Regions from separate parts of the Mus musculus genome. Here regions 2 and 3 are each linked to region 1. The links are chromatin contacts, called in public HiChIP or PLAC-seq maps. All regions are on one chromosome and are shown on one strand. Each heading gives the region's core, a stretch centred on a gene start, on an enhancer-like site or on the middle of the called end of the contact. The rest is flanking DNA. Distances are from core to core; before and after follow the strand shown. Region 1 has its middle 20 kb from the start of Gm52138. Region 2 overlaps Gm30246 (a long non-coding RNA gene). Region 3 has its middle 13 kb from the start of Serp2.

Evidence for each region. HiChIP or PLAC-seq counts read pairs in DNA pulled down with a chosen protein or histone mark.
Region 2: a contact with region 1 is called in a FOXA1 HiChIP or PLAC-seq map of pancreatic cancer cells. The contact joins two enhancer-like sites.
Region 3: a contact with region 1 is called in an HNF4G HiChIP or PLAC-seq map of pancreatic cancer cells. The contact joins two enhancer-like sites. A contact is called at or near these places in 1 of 115 datasets of contacts at active chromatin or transcription factors (pancreatic cancer cells) and 1 of 9 other capture datasets (pancreatic islet).

What each region holds. Positions count from the first base shown.
Region 1 is chr14:75,869,465-75,872,228 of GRCm38.p6, reverse strand. No RefSeq gene overlaps it. Among named protein-coding and RNA genes, the nearest start is that of Gm52138, 20 kb to the left of the region's middle. Within about 2 kb of position 1,353, at least 21 of the 459 cell types and tissues checked have an H3K27ac peak or open chromatin away from gene starts, as enhancers often do. A contact at or near this core is called in pancreatic cancer cells, where this site is marked.
Region 2 is chr14:76,785,642-76,788,405 of GRCm38.p6, reverse strand. The region is part of intron 1 of Gm30246 (a long non-coding RNA gene); the gene reads right to left. Among named protein-coding and RNA genes, the nearest start is that of Gm30246, 6.3 kb to the right of the region's middle. Within about 2 kb of position 1,330, at least 90 of the 459 cell types and tissues checked have an H3K27ac peak or open chromatin away from gene starts, as enhancers often do. A contact at or near this core is called in pancreatic cancer cells, where this site is marked.
Region 3 is chr14:76,568,003-76,570,766 of GRCm38.p6, reverse strand. No RefSeq gene overlaps it. Among named protein-coding and RNA genes, the nearest start is that of Serp2, 13 kb to the right of the region's middle. Within about 2 kb of position 1,361, at least 109 of the 459 cell types and tissues checked have an H3K27ac peak or open chromatin away from gene starts, as enhancers often do. A contact at or near this core is called in pancreatic cancer cells, where this site is marked.

The DNA.
Region 1 (2,764 bases), core at 104-2,603:
TTAACAGTGCTGGTTATTTAATTATTTAAAAACAAAAAACAAACAAACAAACAAACAAAAAAAACAGGGTTTCTCTGTATAGCCCTGGCTGTCCTGGGACTCACTCTGTAAACCAAGCTGGCCTTGAACTCAGAAATCTGCCTGCCTCTGCCTCCCAAGTCCTGGGATTAAAGGCATGCGCCACCACTGCCCAGCTAGTACTTGTCATTCTTGCAGAGGACCAGATCTGGGTTTCCAGCACCCATGTCAGGGTGGCTTGTGGCGCTACGGATTCAGGCGCCCTCTTCTGGCCTCTGAGGGCACCTACACACAATGAGCTCATACACATACAGATGGGAATAAAAAAATAATAAGTTAAACACAAACACAATGTACCCCAACTCAAATGCTCTTTATTTGGATTCTAGAACTGTAGCTACTTGGTGCCACCCACTCCCAGATGGAGAATGTCACTCTGTCAGAGAGGAAATCAAAATAAAAAGATACTGCTGGGCATGGTGGCGCTCGCCTTTAATCCTAGCACTCGGGAGGCAGAGGCAGGTGGATTTCTAAGTTCAAGGCCAGCCTGGTCTACAAAGTGAGTTCCAGGACAGCCAGGGCTGTACAGAGAAACCCTGTCTCGAAAAAACAAACAAACAAACAAACAAACAAAAGATACAGCAATTACTAATGACAGATAATAATGTTCTTTTGTAAAACGAACACAAACATTTGGCCTAGGAAGGACCACAAGATTCTTGGATTTTCTAGAAAAGCTGGAAGAGCTGATGGTATTGTGCCTCACTGCCCTCAGGACACAGTCCCCGGGAACTGGGTTGCCATGCCCTTCTTCCAGGCCACTTGTCCTCCACTGTACCCAGAGCAGCTGGCTTTGAAGCCCTGCAGCCAATCCAGATTGCAGGCTTCCCTGGCCTAAGGACAGAATTTACCAGTGCTTTTAAGTGACAGCTGTCCATCCCTTGTGGAGATTAGAGTGGAAAGAACTGTATGGAGGCAATTAGTTCATCTGCTAAAATAGCCTGTCTTAATTGAAATTGAAGAAGCCCCCGGATTAGTCATTAAAATCCGAACGCAGCTAAGTGGAAGACCAAGACCAGCTCAACAAAACTCCGATGAGGCGGGGGGGGGGGGGGGGGGGGGGAGCGAGGAGAGGAGCGAGGGAGGGGAAAAGTGGGGGCTGCGGTGCGGGGGGTGGGGGTGGGGGGAATGGGAGGGGAGGGGAGGGGAGCGAAGGGGAGGGGAGGGGGGGGAGGAGAGGGGAGGGGAGGGGAGGGGAGGGGAGGGGAGGGGGCCGAGCGTGCGGGGTGTGGAGAGGGTTGCTGGCTGAGGAGGATGAGGGAGCCCTCTAGTGGGAACTGCTATTTCTCCGGACCTTTTAAGATGGTTTGGAGAGAGGCAGCCACTCAAAGATAAAATGTTCACTCAGAGGCAAAATGGCCAGGGAGCAAGAAAAATATTCTGGAAAATGGTGTGTGTGTGTGTGTGTGTGTGCACGCGTGTGCGCGCTGGTGACTGCAGTTTACTACAACTAGGAATCCGGCTTCACTGCTGTAGACCCCTAGTATTTTAAGTTGTTATTTAAATGGAAAGTAAATGTTTCTTACAGCTTTTAAAAGCCAAGTTGAACACTTGGTGTGAAAAAAAAAATTAAAGTGTATATAACATAATGCTGGTTGTTTTTGACTTGTGTTAACTTGTAAAACCTCAAATCTAGTTCCTCTTAGGAATTTTCTTTCTTTCCTGAGACAGGGTTTCTCACTATGTAGCCCTAGCTGCCCTGGAACTCACAAAGATCTGCTTGCCTCTGCCTCCCTAGTGCCTGGATTAAAGGTGTCAGCACACACACACATACACACACACACACACACACACACACACACACACACAGCCTCAGTGAGCCTAAATTGTAAGATCTAGCGCAGCGTTTTTCTGTTGGGTGGGGACTGCTGCGGTGAGACAATCTTTAGGCAGCTGCTCCAGGGACCAAGTGAGTAAGGGTGCCTCCGTTTCATTGTGTTGATAGCCCTCTCAACGGTGCGGACTTGCCTCAAGCGAGCCCAGGCCAGGCCTGAGTGGCCAATCCTAACGTGAGTCTGCTCAGTACACAGTGCCCAGCACAGCTGCGGTGTCCCCCCAAACAGCTTTAAAAAGCAAACAGAGCAGAAGGATTTTCAAAGCCAAGACAACGTTTTGCAGGTTTTTGAATAGGGAGGTAAAATGTTTGGGTCCAAGAGTCGAAAGTCAAAACTGGGTAAAGATCACGGTTCCCATGTTCATGTGTAGTCCATAGTCCAGTCGGGGCAGAGAGGAGAGATGGATGGTGTTGAGAGATTTGAAAGGGCATTTGACAGACCAGTTCAGTATTCACTGAACATAAAAATAAAATTGAATTATCAAATGCTGACTATTTCAAACTGTATCTTGTATGTTTTAATTTGTAAATAACATCTCCCGGGTTGTAGGATGTAGGTCACTGGTACAGTGCTTGCTAGGAGGCACAAAACTCTAAGTCTGATCTCTTAAGGGCCATAAACCTGGCCTAGTGGCACATGCCTGTAATCCCAACACCTGATGAGAGGTGAAGACAGGAGAATAAGAAGTTCCATGTCCTTCTTGGCTAAGGTTTGAAGTAAGCCTGGGATATGTGAGATCCAGCCTCAAAAAAAAAAAACAAGCTAAATAAAAACGACACTTCTAATAATGCATCTTTATTATATTCATGAAAGTTACTAGTAAGTCTAGGATCTATATGAGTCTAATGGCT
Region 2 (2,764 bases), core at 81-2,580, 920 kb before region 1:
TGTGTGTGTGTGTGTGTGTGTGTGTGTGTGTGTGTGCCATAACCACATGTGGAAGCCAGACAGAAGGAGTTTGCTTCTACCATGTGGATCCTGGGGATTGAACTCATGTTGTCAGATTTGGTGGCCAGCTCCTTTTCCTGCAGAGCCAACTTGCCCCTCAATAACTCGTTATTGAATGGGAATAAAGGGATACTTCCCTTACAGGAGATGGGATGGAGTCTGAATCCGCAGAGTGACACCTGCTCATGCTGGCTCATTTAAGACACTGTTTTTATTTTTTCATCCTGTGTATGTGTGGGAGTGCACACACTCGAACCTGTGCATACTCAGAATCCAGAAGAAAGTGATCCCTGAGGCTAAAATAGGTGCTGGCAACTGACCCCAGGTCCTCTGCCAAAGCAAGAAAGGCTCTTAAGCATTGAGCCATTCCTCCAGCCCCTAAGCTGGATTGTTTTATGTTTTGTCCCTGCCTTTCTGCACCTCCTAGGCACTAGATCAAGATTGGCCTTCAGCCAGGAAACATTGGTTCTGAGATACCCTCCTTGGCCTGTAGCTGCCAGCCGAGGAAGAAGTATGTGCAGGCTGGCATGGGCCCGGCAGAGCTGGTCATACCCAGCAGTGGCCTTGTGGGTAGGCTGAGTGGGCAGGTGTGGTCTCTGAGTCATTGGGCAAGTGCCCCAAAGCTTAAGGACAGACCCCACAGCCCCCGCATTGAGCTTCCTGTTTCCTGTCACAGCGTCCAAAATTCTACCATATTCGGTTATTCATACTGAGCCTTTCACGGATCTCAGTTAATGAATAATTTTTAGTTCTGAGATGGGAGCAGCTTTAGGTGAGGGAGACAGAGATACGAGAAAATTGGGCGAGAATACAGACAGGTTTTATACTTTCACATTTCTGAAATGAATTTCTCTAGTCCTTTCAAACTACTCAGGCAGCATTGGGGAACTGCTGGTTCCCTGCTTACTGGAGCTCCAACAATAGGGTGCCATCTGGGAACCCAAGGACTAGGACTCCCTGAGTTTGATTCCTGTGCATGCCTATGTGCCTATGAGAGATTATGTGCACCACACACATGTAGGTGTGAGAGGAGGCAAGAGGAAGGTGTCAGGTCCCCTAAAACTAGAGTTATAGGGAGTTGTGGGCCACCAGGTGTGGGTGCTGGGAACTGAACCCTGTCCCCTACAAGAGCAGGAAGTTCTCTTAACTACTGTGCCATCCTTCCAAGTCCACTATTCAGTCCTCAAACACACTTTCCTACCTAGCCACACATGAGCACATGAGAGAGGCAAGAGAATTAGGACATAGCACAGAGTGCGGGACAGGGGACATGCTGCGTCTCAGCTTGATGTCACCAGGCTCTTAGTCACACTGCCTTCTCTGTCTGGGGAGGACCTAGGATCTAAGGAAAAACTTTTCTCAAGATGAAGGCTGAAAACTTCAAAGGTAACACAGGACTATATTTTCTTGATCCTGAATTAGAACGGAGACTCGGATACATGGGCGTATCTCTGTGTGAAGTCTTTTTAAAAGGAGAAATAACTAAAGCTATAGCTTTAGTTAACATGGACTAAAATCTTTATTAGTTAGCGGGCAACTCCACTGACCCTGGTCCAGGATAGCACAGCCACTCATGTCCATCCTATTGAAAGCACTTGGGGAGTTGCTGTTCCTGTCTACCTACCCCATGGACAGGAGGGTCCCCAGAATTGTCATCTTCATTACCTTTTATGGCACCCTTGGACAAATGATTTACTGTGCTGTCTTTTCTCTCTAAGGAAATATTCGGTTTCCTATCCGCTATTATTTGACATAGCTTGTCCCTTGCCAGCTCATATACTGGGATCCTGGGACTCAGTACGGTGATATTGGAGAATAATGGAACCTTTAAGAGGTGAGTCATAAGGGTGGAGATTAGATTCCTGGGGACATTGCCACCAGAAGGGATTAATGCCTCCTGAGACTCCAGATAGTTCTGGAGAGAGTGGTTGTAGTGAGTCAGACCAGCCCCTCCCTGCTGTCTGGCCCCCCATTTGCCACGTGTTCCCACCATCAGGATGCCATACACAATGGGCACCTCACCATAGCCAAGCAGAGACTGCTGCCATGCTCTTGGGACTCCAGAACTGTGAGCTAAATACACCCTTCTTCTTTACAAATGATCTGGCATCGGGTATTTGGGTATTGCAACTAAACGTAGACTAACACACTACCTAGAGATTTTATATTCCTCTTAGCCAAGGGGGAGGCCTTATATTATACCCATTTCACCCTCCACAGGTAGATTCATGGGGGGGGGGGTGGTATGTAATTATGTAGAAAATCTTAACTCACGAGTGTCCTCATCAACATAATTCTTGATTAACCAGATTGGTTTTTTGCAAAATGCTCTAAAAAACAAGGAAAGTTGCTGAATCCTCCCTCTGCCTCTCGCAGCCTAGTAAATGGAACCATAGTTGTTTGCCTTTGCTTTCTCTTTTGTAACTAGAAAAGAAAGGTATTCCTGGAAAACCAGGATTGTCTGTCACCTCATAAGGGGTCATGGTAGACTGAGTGATGCCCTCTAAGGAATCGTTTGGAAAGCTCTAGAACCTGTGACTGTTGGTTTATACAGTAGAATTTCTGAGCATTTGACTATTAAGGATCTCTAGATAAAGCGATCACTTGGAGTGACCTGGGTGGGCCCTAAACACCTCAAAAGTATGGTTAAAGAATATGAGACACTCCAGAGAAGACTTCACTATGAGGGCAGAGGAAGACCATA
Region 3 (2,764 bases), core at 112-2,611, 700 kb before region 1:
CATGTAGATTTATCTTTAAAATTAAGAGTAAAGAGGATTTGTCTCACAAACCAACTATCCAGATGTGGCTGTGTACAGCTAGACATACTGAGCTAGACACTCAGGAGGCAGCGAGGCAAGTTCCAGGGCACCCTGGCCAACACAGGAGCTTGTCTCAAATGTTTAAAAAACAAACCAAAATGACGTGGAATGGAAGTCATACGCAGGGTAACTGGTACCTTCTTAAGCAGTCTTTAGTAAACTGTGGAAAACATCACAAATGAGAAAGAAGAAAAGCTTCCGGAGGGCGGGGCATGGAGATGATGTAAGCTGTTTGCTAGAAGCAGAATGAGTAACTCAGGTGAATCACGGCTGGGTCTGATTGTTCAAGGATCGGTCCTACCATCCATGGGGTTATCCAGAATCCTAGAGTCACACATAAGGCTTCTGGGAAGTCCTTTTCCAGGCTAAAGAAACCAAACTTTCAAACTGAGCCTCAGACCCCAGAACACACATCCCCATAGAGAAAAATAAAAGAGAAGCTACCGAGAGGGACAGAGAGAAGTTTCTGTTTGTTTGTTTTGTTTGTTTGTTTGTTTTGTTTGTTTGTTTTCAGAGTTTTCACTGGGATTGTTACATGATGATGAACGTATGTTTTTAGTGTACAACTGTGTCTTGTTTTGTATGAATGTACTTAATGTCAAATTGTACATTTGGAAATAATTAAACTCTATATTACCAGAAAACAAAATAAAGATTTTTTTTTTAAATCTTAAAGGAAAAGATTGTTAAAGAACTTGTGGTCATCGGGGGAGGGGTTATATGTCATAAAAACAGGTTACTATGGATACAAGGCCCATTTAGACCATAGCTCTGCAGACATCTGGCCTGGGTCTTTGGCTAGCAAGGCTCTGTTAGGCCAAAGTTTCCAAGAGACTCAGTCCTCCTTGTCTGCCCTCTTGGATCTTTCCTCCCCCCAGCCCCCACAACTATTTAGAGCTCTAACTTGACATTTTCTTATTTTATATTGGCACACACCCATGTAAAGCAAACAGAGCACACAGGATGGAGGGGGAGGAGGAGGAGGTCAAGGCCCATTTTGGAATTAAAACAAACAGCCAGGGAAGCACAAGAGACCACGGTGGATTTGGACAAGTTGAGCTGTGGGAGGAAGTGTCAGACAAGCCAATTGTTTCCAGATCTCAACAGGCTAGGGAAGGAGAAAGCGAACGGTACCATTTATCAGAAGGAGTTCACACGGGGTGGAGTCGGAGTTAAGGGAGTAGGTGAAAAAACAAGAATGGGAGTTATGGTTCCTCAGCCTTGAGCTGTCACGGAGAAAGCTGAGTGGCATTAAACTCTGTCGGATGCTGATTAGATTGTGGTTTGAGGCCGGAAAACCATGGGTTACCCAGACAGAGGCAGGGGAGCTGAGAAGGGTGACTTTAGTACCAGCGCCAATACAACACCTCTCTACTTCCCAGTGGAGCTGAGCAGAAAGTCCAGGATGAAGGAATCACAGAGGTCATATGACTGAGCGGGTCCCAGGCTACCCAGGTACAACATTCTAGGAGGGATGAAGAAATCGGAAGAAACACAGGTCTCTTGCGCTCCTGACCACTGGAAGACAACAGACCTAGATGGTGTATGGGTTCCCAGGAGCTCCTCCTAGATGCTTGGGAATCAGGGCATCCAAAGCCTTAGAAAATATCAGGTGCAAAGCAACTGTGGTGGCTTTAATGTCAGCACTCGGGAGTCAGAGCTAGGTGGGCGTCTGTGAGTTCAAGGCCTGCCTGCTCTATACATCCAGTTCCAGGACAGCCAGGGATGCACAGAGAAACCCTGTCTCAAAAAGAAAAAAGAAAAAGAAAGAGAGAGAGAGAGAGATGAAAAGAGAAAGAGAGAAAGAGGAAAAGAGAAAAAGAAAGACAAAATATCAGGAGTGGCTGGCTATAGATGATCCCGTGTTCATACGAACAGCTGCAGAGTGAGCCAGATGTTCTCTTGTCGGCTGACTCCTCCCTTTCGGGAGCTACAGCAGAAGCCCAGCTTCCTCCCATAACCTGGAGCCAAATCGTTGGCCATGGATTTAGACCATTCTACCCTTAACACAGGACAACTGTCAACTCGAAGCCTGTGTGCCTGAACGCCTAAGTCTTTGAAGTGTCCACCGAATCCTGTGCACCGCAAGAGCCATGACCAGAGAAAGAGAAAAAACCTCATGGAACTATCAACCAACTAATATGACACTCTCACAAAATCCCAAGTCCTGAGGCAAAGAGATAAAATGCAAAGGGAGCGAGCCCCAGAGGCCAGAAGGACATTAATCCAGTAACGCTGATGCTGCCTGAAACCCATCTTTAAAAAACGTATTTGTCACACCTCCAAAGGATAAAAACAAAACAAAAAACTTACTAGTATCTGTCATATTTTCTTCCTTATATATTTTGTTCCTTTAGCTGCCAAATTCTCTTTATGACTTTTACAAGAGGATTATAATTAACTGTGCTACATGAAATTTAACTATGTGCTCCATATAGTATCAGAAAGAGAGCTCAGCAGAAAATGAGTGCCCCACTACAAACACACATTCTCAAATTCATTGAGCCTTGTTCTTACATCTGAAAACCATCTCTCTTGTTACAGGCACCGTCTATAATTTGTTTTTCTACCTTCTGACGGTTGCTTTATATCCCCTTAATATTGGGAGGGTTGAACTGGACACCAAGATCACTTTCAATCCCAAGTTCTGTGAGGGATATGAGGTCATAAGACGTACAGGGAA